Regions from separate parts of the Gasterosteus aculeatus genome. Here region 1 is linked to region 2. The links are chromatin contacts, called in public Hi-C maps. All regions are on one chromosome and are shown on one strand. Each heading gives the region's core, a stretch centred on a gene start, on an enhancer-like site or on the middle of the called end of the contact. The rest is flanking DNA. Distances are from core to core; before and after follow the strand shown. Region 1 overlaps LOC120826048 (retinoic acid receptor beta). Region 2 holds the start of LOC120826048 (retinoic acid receptor beta).

The links. A called contact is a pair of places that touch in the nucleus more often than the background predicts.
Region 1: a contact with region 2 is called in a Hi-C map of tail fin, with 6 times the contacts expected there. The contact joins the enhancer-like site here to the promoter of LOC120826048 in region 2. A contact is called at or near these places in 4 of 6 Hi-C or Micro-C datasets (skeletal muscle, tail fin and whole body).

The regions. Positions count from the first base shown.
Region 1 is chr10:14,775,340-14,779,344 of fGasAcu3.hap1.1, reverse strand. LOC120826048 (retinoic acid receptor beta) reads right to left here. Exons shown (of 9, transcript XM_040187965.2): 7 at 3,034-3,238; 8 at 858-1,016. Among protein-coding and RNA genes, the nearest start is that of top2b, 22 kb to the left of the region's middle. Within about 2 kb of position 2,689, at least 1 of the 9 cell types and tissues checked has open chromatin away from gene starts, as enhancers often do.
Region 2 is chr10:14,682,919-14,687,231 of fGasAcu3.hap1.1, reverse strand. It overlaps LOC120826048 (retinoic acid receptor beta), which reads right to left and starts at 1,821. Exons shown (of 9, transcript XM_040187965.2): 1 at 1,500-1,821.

The DNA of each region.
Region 1 (4,005 bases), core at 1,440-3,939, 91 kb before region 2:
TTGTAATGCAACAGGAAAACTCTATGCAAGACTTCAAAAAGGCACGTTTAAAAGATGGGATTCATTATTATTCCAAAGTGGACAAAGGGGTCTGCACAGGAGCAAGGAGGCCTTTGAGGATCATAAAGTAAACGCAGGCTCCACAATGAGCTTTAAAAGTTGGCTTCAGGAAGTTACAAATGAAAAGGGATTCACAGGCCGCCAGTTGAGAAGTTAAAAGTCAAGTGAAATCACACTCTATTTTGTATTTTAAGAAGGAAGTCAGAGCCTTTTCCAGTATATGGACTTCTTAGATTGTTGGATTGAGCATCTAGTGGCCATCACCTGAACCCTGCTCGATACAGATGTTTACTACATGGAGTTTGACAGAGGAAGGGGAGGATAATATACAGTAATTGTGTTTTTTTGTGCAGAACCTCAGTGTGCATCAAAGAAAGCACCTGTGCATCTAACAGCCTTTGAAACCCGTCTGTGGAAGGAGATATTTTGGGGGAAACCTATTTCTGGAAGTATAAAGTCATTCTTTCCTTCAAGGTGACTCACAGTTTGAGCACTGAAACGCTCCGGTTTTAATCATCAGTGCAAAAATATTGTTAGAAAACATGTGATACTCAAAGGCAGGAAGGAAGGAAGACAAAGACACAAGGCTGTGAGAACTAACTACGACTGAGGAATCCGATAAAACAATTTATTTTCAGACGCTACATTCCTTTTGGATCCTTTTTTTTTTTCCCAGCTCAGGAACGTTTTGAATTTTTCTACTGCTGTGATTGGCGCCCCGTGACTGGTCTATTCTCCATAGCAACGGTTGTCAAGGCAGCAGCATAGCGTAACTTTTGAGTTGACATCCCTCCTACCTTTAGCGCTGATGCTGCGCAGGTCGGTGATCTTCATCAGGGTTTTGGGGAACATGTGCGGTTTGCTGGGCCGACGTTTCCTCACGTAGATCTTCAGAGCTTCCAGGAGCGGTTCCTGGAGCTGGTCCACCTTTGAGGGCTCCTCCAGGTCCTGACGGTCTGACGCACACACATACACACACACACACACACACACACACAATTCAAGTCAGACTTGCGGCTCAACTGTGATGAATCCAAGTCTTTGCTTTGTCTGAACACGTGTATCACAGCATGAAGCCGGCTGTGGATGAGGAGGAAGAGTTTATCTCTTTGTGTAAACTCATTTACTGCAGAGGAGCGAACGCAGAGATGCTTACAATAAGATAACTGAAAAAAAGAAAACTCATTTGAATCCTTTCTTTTCCGTCGCGGCGTTAAGCTCTGATAACCGGAGTGTTAAAAGGCTCACGCGGCGGGGAAACGCCGACCGGGGCGCTTTGAAGACGACCAGCGGACTTCCGTTCACAGACCGTCGCTTATTTCTTTGGGCTGTTTTATTTTCAACTCCAGAGCGGATTGATTGTGCTTTCATCGTTTCCAATTTTGTTTTTATTCCCACAATGTGGGGAAGAGCGACCTCAGTCTGATTTTCACCCTCTGAGTCCTCTTCCAAAGTTGCTTTACTCCCTTGCTCCTTTGATTGACTATCAGATGCATGACTTGTCATCACAGACTTTTAGGAGCACGCACTGCACCGCCGAGCCGTAAGGTGGCAGTGTGTGCACGTGGCATCCGCCGCTGCCGTTTTACGATGCATTCAAAGGTGTTGGCTGCCCATGGATTATGCAAGAGCCTGTAATATCTGCCACGGCTCCGGGGATTCAGCATATAAATAAATATTGTCAAAGAGCCGCAGCACCAATGAAAATGAAAGCTGGAGGAGAGAGAAGAGAACGAAGGGGAGGACTGTGCAACTTTTGGTTGGAGGTACAGACGGACCAGGTCTCCATTTAGGTCACGACAGAGCATATTTTCTCATCAATAAATAAATCCTGTGTGAGAGACAAACACGTATAATCTTATTTTGTGTTCTCCTTTCGCTAAATTCACTCCCACATGAAAGGATCAGAAGATAAAGCGCCTTCCAACTGAGATCAATATAATAATAATATAGCAATCAATATATTGCCTTAGCGCTGGCGGGCTGATTCTCCCCTCTGGGGGGGCTCAAACATTTTCACTCAGCTATCTGACGCTGTTGTCAGGTACCTGTACCACCCCCCCCCCCCCCCCGACAGAGCGGCTGGAGTTTGACCTGGTTTCAGACTCCCGTGGATTCTGGCAGCACTCAACGATCAGCTGGAGGAAGGACTTAGTTAAACGGTGAGCAGTCAAACGTGGTTCGATTTATTCATTCCACTCGATGTGCTCCAATATGACACGATTAACTCTGGTTTTATATTTAAATCGGAATTTATGCTAAATAAACGATTCAATTAGGCTGCAAAAAGCCGATAATTTGACCCGGTACAGAATCAGAGTGTCGACTTCTTGATGTTTTTTGATGTTTTTATCAAAAGCTGATTTAAAACAGGGATTTATTTTCAGTTACATCATACATGTTCATCATTTTCTCAAACGCAATCTAGCAATGTCAATATAAAGTAAGTAGATGTAACAGCCACAAATGGAAATAACCCTGATTGTCCCGATGATATCGGATTAGTTCCTTTATAAAGACGTCGTCATTTCTCCTCCTTGTGAGCTTATCTGCTTTTTCATATTCATCTGAAATGTTACATAACAGCATATGTATCCAGAATGTGACTAACACTGTGTTTAATGCACCGACGGTATGTTCTGAATCCCTGTCGTCATTTGTTAGAGAACAAGATGATGCATCCTGTTGAAGTCGTGTCTCTGCTTGCCCCCCCCCCCCCCCCCCCCCTTCCCGTCTGCCAAAAACACACCATGTCAGGTGGCTAATTGGCTGGTCAGCTGCAGCACGCTGAAGGGCTCCAGAACTTTACTGCGAAGGTCAACGTCTGTCTTTTTCGGCGGCTGAACCATGCGTCCCTTCCTTCCTAAAACAACTGTCTCTCAGAGGCTCGGCGGACTCCAAGCGGACCCCTAACAAACCTGCTGCCCCCCCCCCCCCCCTCCCCTCCCTCGATAAATGCCCCGGCTCGCCCACCTCCGGAGATGAGACAGATGGCGCTGAGGAGGCCCGTCTCCGTGTCGTCCATCTCGATGGGCAGCAGCTGGTTGGCAAAAGTGAACACCAACTCGGTGAGCGGGCCGAAGCCGGCGTTGTGCATCTGCGTCCGGTTGAGGGTCAGCCCGTCTGAAAAGGTCATGGTGTCCTTGTCGGGGGTGTACCTGGTGCAGATGCGCAGGATCTGATTGGGGGGGGGAGGCAGGGCAGAGAGAAGGGGGGAAACTTTTAAGTGATGCACCGTTGGGGTTGATTTATGGAGTTTGGCTTTGGACGTCTCTAAGACGAGCGGTTGTTTTGCAGGTCGGTGTCTACCTAAAGCTGCTGTCAGTGTAGAAAAGCACTAAATCATCAGTCGCCAGGTTGGGTAGAACGCCTCTGACTATTTGGACCATATGGCCATGCGCTCCGAAAAGAGGGCTGCAGGATCTGCAGGAAAATACGTTTATTAAGAATGTATATATTTATAAATTCTCAATGGATTTGAACCAAATTCAGGATAAGGGAACAACTTAATTGTTTACAACTCATCCATAAAGCAAGAGCAAAGGATTTATTCATCATCAACAAAGCAAGAGTTTCAACAAAACAAAAACACACAGTGTAGTTTTCACTTTCTGCCCTCTAGTCTTCCTCAAGATCAGAGTGTACTTCTGATGTGAACAAGACAGTCAGGAATATCGTCTCTAGCTGTAACGCACGTAGCAGGTTGAGATTTTTACAAAAGGACAATTATCAGAAAACTCTGTATTTACCTGTAGGAGCTTTTATTTGTCCTTTTTTTACCCTCACAACATGTATGCGGAACTCACAGCACACAAACAAATGAACAAAATGCTACACTACTCAATAGTTTTAAAATAACAATTGATCAAATAACTGTGTGACGTCTAAGCTGTCACTCATGGTGACGGACCCAGAGGGATTTATCTCTCCTGCTGCCTTTTTTAG
Region 2 (4,313 bases), core at 572-3,071:
GATGGGAAACACACATTGGAAAAAATCCAGGGTGACACAAGTGAGTGAAGTAAAAAATGTATTTTTAAAAAAAATCAAGGTGCACATCTGAGTAATGTAAATCCTGCGTGAACATAGACGTATGGAATAATTAAAAGGCTTTGATTTGGGGGCAAAGCTCGATATGAAAGCGCTGAAGGAACACTGGACTCACTGATGGAATTAAGCACATTATTAATGTAGGCTTACTTCAGGCTACTGCATCTCTGAAGTTCATCCTTTGAAATCTTCCAAAGTCATTAATATTACAGAAGCTGAAGTCTTAATCACTGCATCCTATAAAGCACCACTTTTCCGTGTTTCATTCACAGCGAGGATTTCAAACAGAAATAAGTCGCAGGCGACATCAAACCAGCGATCATTTGAGCACAAACTGCCATTGACTTTGAGATCCCCCCCCCTCATTGACAGCATGTCAGTCCGTCGCTTCTCCCTGATGGCGTTTCATCGAGGACAGTGCCGCGGCGCGCATACAAGTGGGTTAATTAAAAAGACACACGAGTCAATCAGAGAACATTAACATACTGGAGAGCAGTTTCAATGCACAGGCTTTAGCGTGAGAAAACTTCAAAGGGTTTAAACTGCAGGCACGGAAGGCATAGAAGGCATGAAATGAGCTCTCCAAAAGGAGAGGCTGAAGCCTGCAGGAGGAGAGAGGAGCCTCCTGCTGACTCTCAGGTGCTCTGAGCCTCCAGTGGAGCCCTCACAGCCCACCGGCTGCAGGAGGGCCAGGAGGAGGAGGTGGAGGAGGTGGAGGAGGAGAGCCATCCTCTCTGTTTGTGGATCAAGTTGCATTGTAGGTTTTCATGCATTTCTATGTTGTTGCATGTGCTGCTGTGCAACGTTGCAAAACCATTCCCTCTTACTCAAACATCATGTTTTTGTCATGAGCAAAAATAAAAAGAAAGAAACGTGCAGAGTAAAACTGATTTTTTTATATACATATGCGTGCTGGATGCAGTTTGCAGAGTGCACCTTTTATGCAAAGAAGCACAGCAACAAATGTCCAAAATGCATCACTGCACTTTTGTTCTGTACGATACGCCAGTTTTACACCGGTCAGTGTGTCCAACAGGTATGTGCCATCATCATCATCATCATCATGTAAATCGTCTCCAACAACGCACCAGAATAAATTAACTAATACAAGTAGAGGTGAAAGCATGCTGGGACTGAGGCGGCTGCAGGTTTAAGCGCCCACGGTCCGATGCGCTGCACCTCCAGACGCCCCAAAAACAAACCCGCCATTCCCTGACTCACTTCACGGTCCCCGGACCGAGTCAGCCCGCCACACGGCGGCTCTGACGGGGACATCTCCGTGTCAAAGGAACTTTTTTTTCTCCGGTGTATTAAATTCCGTGCGTTTAAAATAAAAACGCATGCATCCATTCGACATTAAAAAAAAAGAAAGAAAGGTAAAGCCGCCACCGACCGTGATTCATCCAGACAGAGAAACTTACCCGCGTCTCGTAGCGCGTCCTGGCATCTTTATCTCCAACTTGCGTCCTTTTTGTTGACGCTGCACGACCTCCGCAGCTTAACCTTTTGCCTGGATGCAGCCGAGCAGACAGGAGAGCCGGCGTTATTTCCTCTCGGGGGGTGGTGGAGGGTGTGTGGGGGTGGAGGGCTAGGAAGGGGGGGGGGGGGGCGGTGAAGTCCTCTTTGGCACGGGGGGGGGTACCCGAACCCGACGGCGCGCAGCCGCTCGGCGCAGACGGAGCGCTTTATTTCCAAGGGGCGCGCTGCCGCAACACGGAGCCAACGCGGGGTCTAACCCCGCCTGATGGGAGCGCTCGTTGAGCCGACCCCCGTTAACCGCATGACACGAGCGTTTGAGCTTACGACACAGTTGGTCTCCACTAATGACTTCGGCCCGGGGAACCATGCGGGATTCCCCTCCGTCACCTTCTAGAAGAAGACAAAAATAAACAGCAGATGTGAAGATTTCATCCCGAATCGTCGAGGTGATATTTTGCAATTCGGCGTTACATTGATCCAGCAAAGCAAATTTTGACTCTTATTGGCACAGATCCCTCAGTCACTTTGATAAAACACATCAATGGTTCCACGTTGATGTTTTGCGTTATTTGGTTTACTTCCAAATGTCTGAAAATAGTGAAATAATTCCAAAGACGTGAGCCAATTTCCATCAAATTCCTTCTTCTCCAACTCCAAATTGATATATTTCAAAAAGTTTGAGATTGATTTTTTTATGGTGCCACTGAGGAAGAAGCAGGGAGATCAGATGGGGCTGCATGACCTCTGACCTCCATGGTTAATGGCGATGGGTTAACGCACCATTAAGTTTAGGGAGAAACAATTCGTAGCACTGATTGTCAAGCAAAAACCAGAAATATAAATATAATATATATATTTAAAAACATTACACCGGGGGAGACATTGTTCAAATAAATCATCGCTTTCTGTACAACAGACATTTGTGTCCTTGGCTATTTGGTAAATGTGTGGTAATGCAACACATGTGGCCAATTCAACTGCAACAAATCTCACATGTAAATGTTGTCGTTTGCTGGTTCAATTCAATTCTTTTACATTTGCAAGAAACAGCTGATTATTCCCATTTTCCCCTTTCTTGTCATTGTGTGAGAGCAGCGTACCTGATTAGAAAAGGAAAGTGCTTCGTGGGCCTGAAGAGTCCTTTTATTTTCATATCTTGTGTTTGTTTGACCGATCGAATCTCCTCCTATGATCCTCTCCGCTCTTCGGACCACACCGGTTCCCCCGGCTGACCAACGGCTTTACGTTGGGTTGGAGATCCGCCTCACTGAGACGCTATAAGTTACGATGTGTTCTCAGCGAGCAGGGTAACGTGAGTAATGCTTTTCACTTAACACATGGTGATAGAATCCATTGTTTTCAGAGAAATATCGATGCTGTTTAATGATTGGCGGGAAAAAGCCCACATATTTGGATGCCGCGGCCCACTTTTATCTCTCATGGACCTCAGATCGCTCACTAAACACTCTGCCAAGAGTGTGGAAACGACGTGAACCAGGTGAGGGGGGGTTGAGGCCCGATACTCATGCCATAAAGGAGGTTAAGAGAGCTGGTTTAGTGTAACGGATCTCTATAGAGAGGCAGATCCAGAAGAGCTCCACCTGACATGTTCACCCCGCCGACTACGCATTCCTCTTTCCGAGGACGTCATCGGAAGCCCCTCCGCGTGCAGACAGCCGGCGGCGGCGTGGTGGGAAACTTCTTCCCGGCGCCACATCAACTCAGTGCCCCTGATGGCTCCCACTCGCCGCTGAGCCAGACGATTACCACAGTGGCTTCATTCACGCTGCCCCCGACACTCAATTAGTCTCCCACACCCACTCGCTCTGCCAGCGCCCCGCCGCCGCGAGAATGACCCCAGTTGACCCGTGCCAACAGATCGAAGGCTCGCTGTGTTTTTAGGAGAATACTTAAACCATGTGTCTTAGATTTTTTTTTGTGGAAATTTGTCTCTAAGCGCTCAGATTTGAGATTTTAGGGGCTTTTATAGCTGGACAATGTTTCTCCTCACTTATTTTGTTTCAGAATGAGGTATGGTGACGTAACCTCATGGCTAGCTGTAGCTAGCTACCTAGCTTGATCCATGAAGCAGAGAAACTAAATGGCAAGCAGCTTAGTTTGGATTCCTAAAGAAGGTTTTAAAAGTCGTCTTAAAAAAATATTTATTATTATATATATTTCCCCCATGCTAGTAGCTTCTCGTGCTACTTAGTGTGCTTTAGGGGGGGGTGGTTAGACCTTTAGACACAGTCAGGCTAGCTTCCAGCCTTTATGCTAAGCTAGGCAAACCAAGAGGAAAATCCTAGCACTTATCTAAAAGAGAAATCTGAATTCTACGTCACGTTATGAGATTTTTGAATGACTTAGTCGAGGCTCACCAATCCATTATATTTCCAATAAACACCGGCTCACACTCTAAGAAATGCCCCTCGCATCGTTCTATCTCTCTCTCTTAATTACACCGAGTGTATTCGCTCGGGAAGATTTGCTTCTTTTTGATTAATTTCCGGTACGTCGCCCCCCCTCCGTGTTACACGTACCACTTATCTCTCCCCGTCAGCTCATTTGTTTCTCACTCGTAATTTCCACTGCCCGTTTTTTTTGCTTCCCACCTCACATATTCACAGGATTGCATCTTGTAAAGAATGTGAAGTCAGCAGGCGAGGCCTAATGTCTGTCTCATCTCACGGACGGCACCTCTCAGACAGCTTTGGATTATTGCAGTCACTTCACAGCGATGCTGGAGGGGCTTTAAC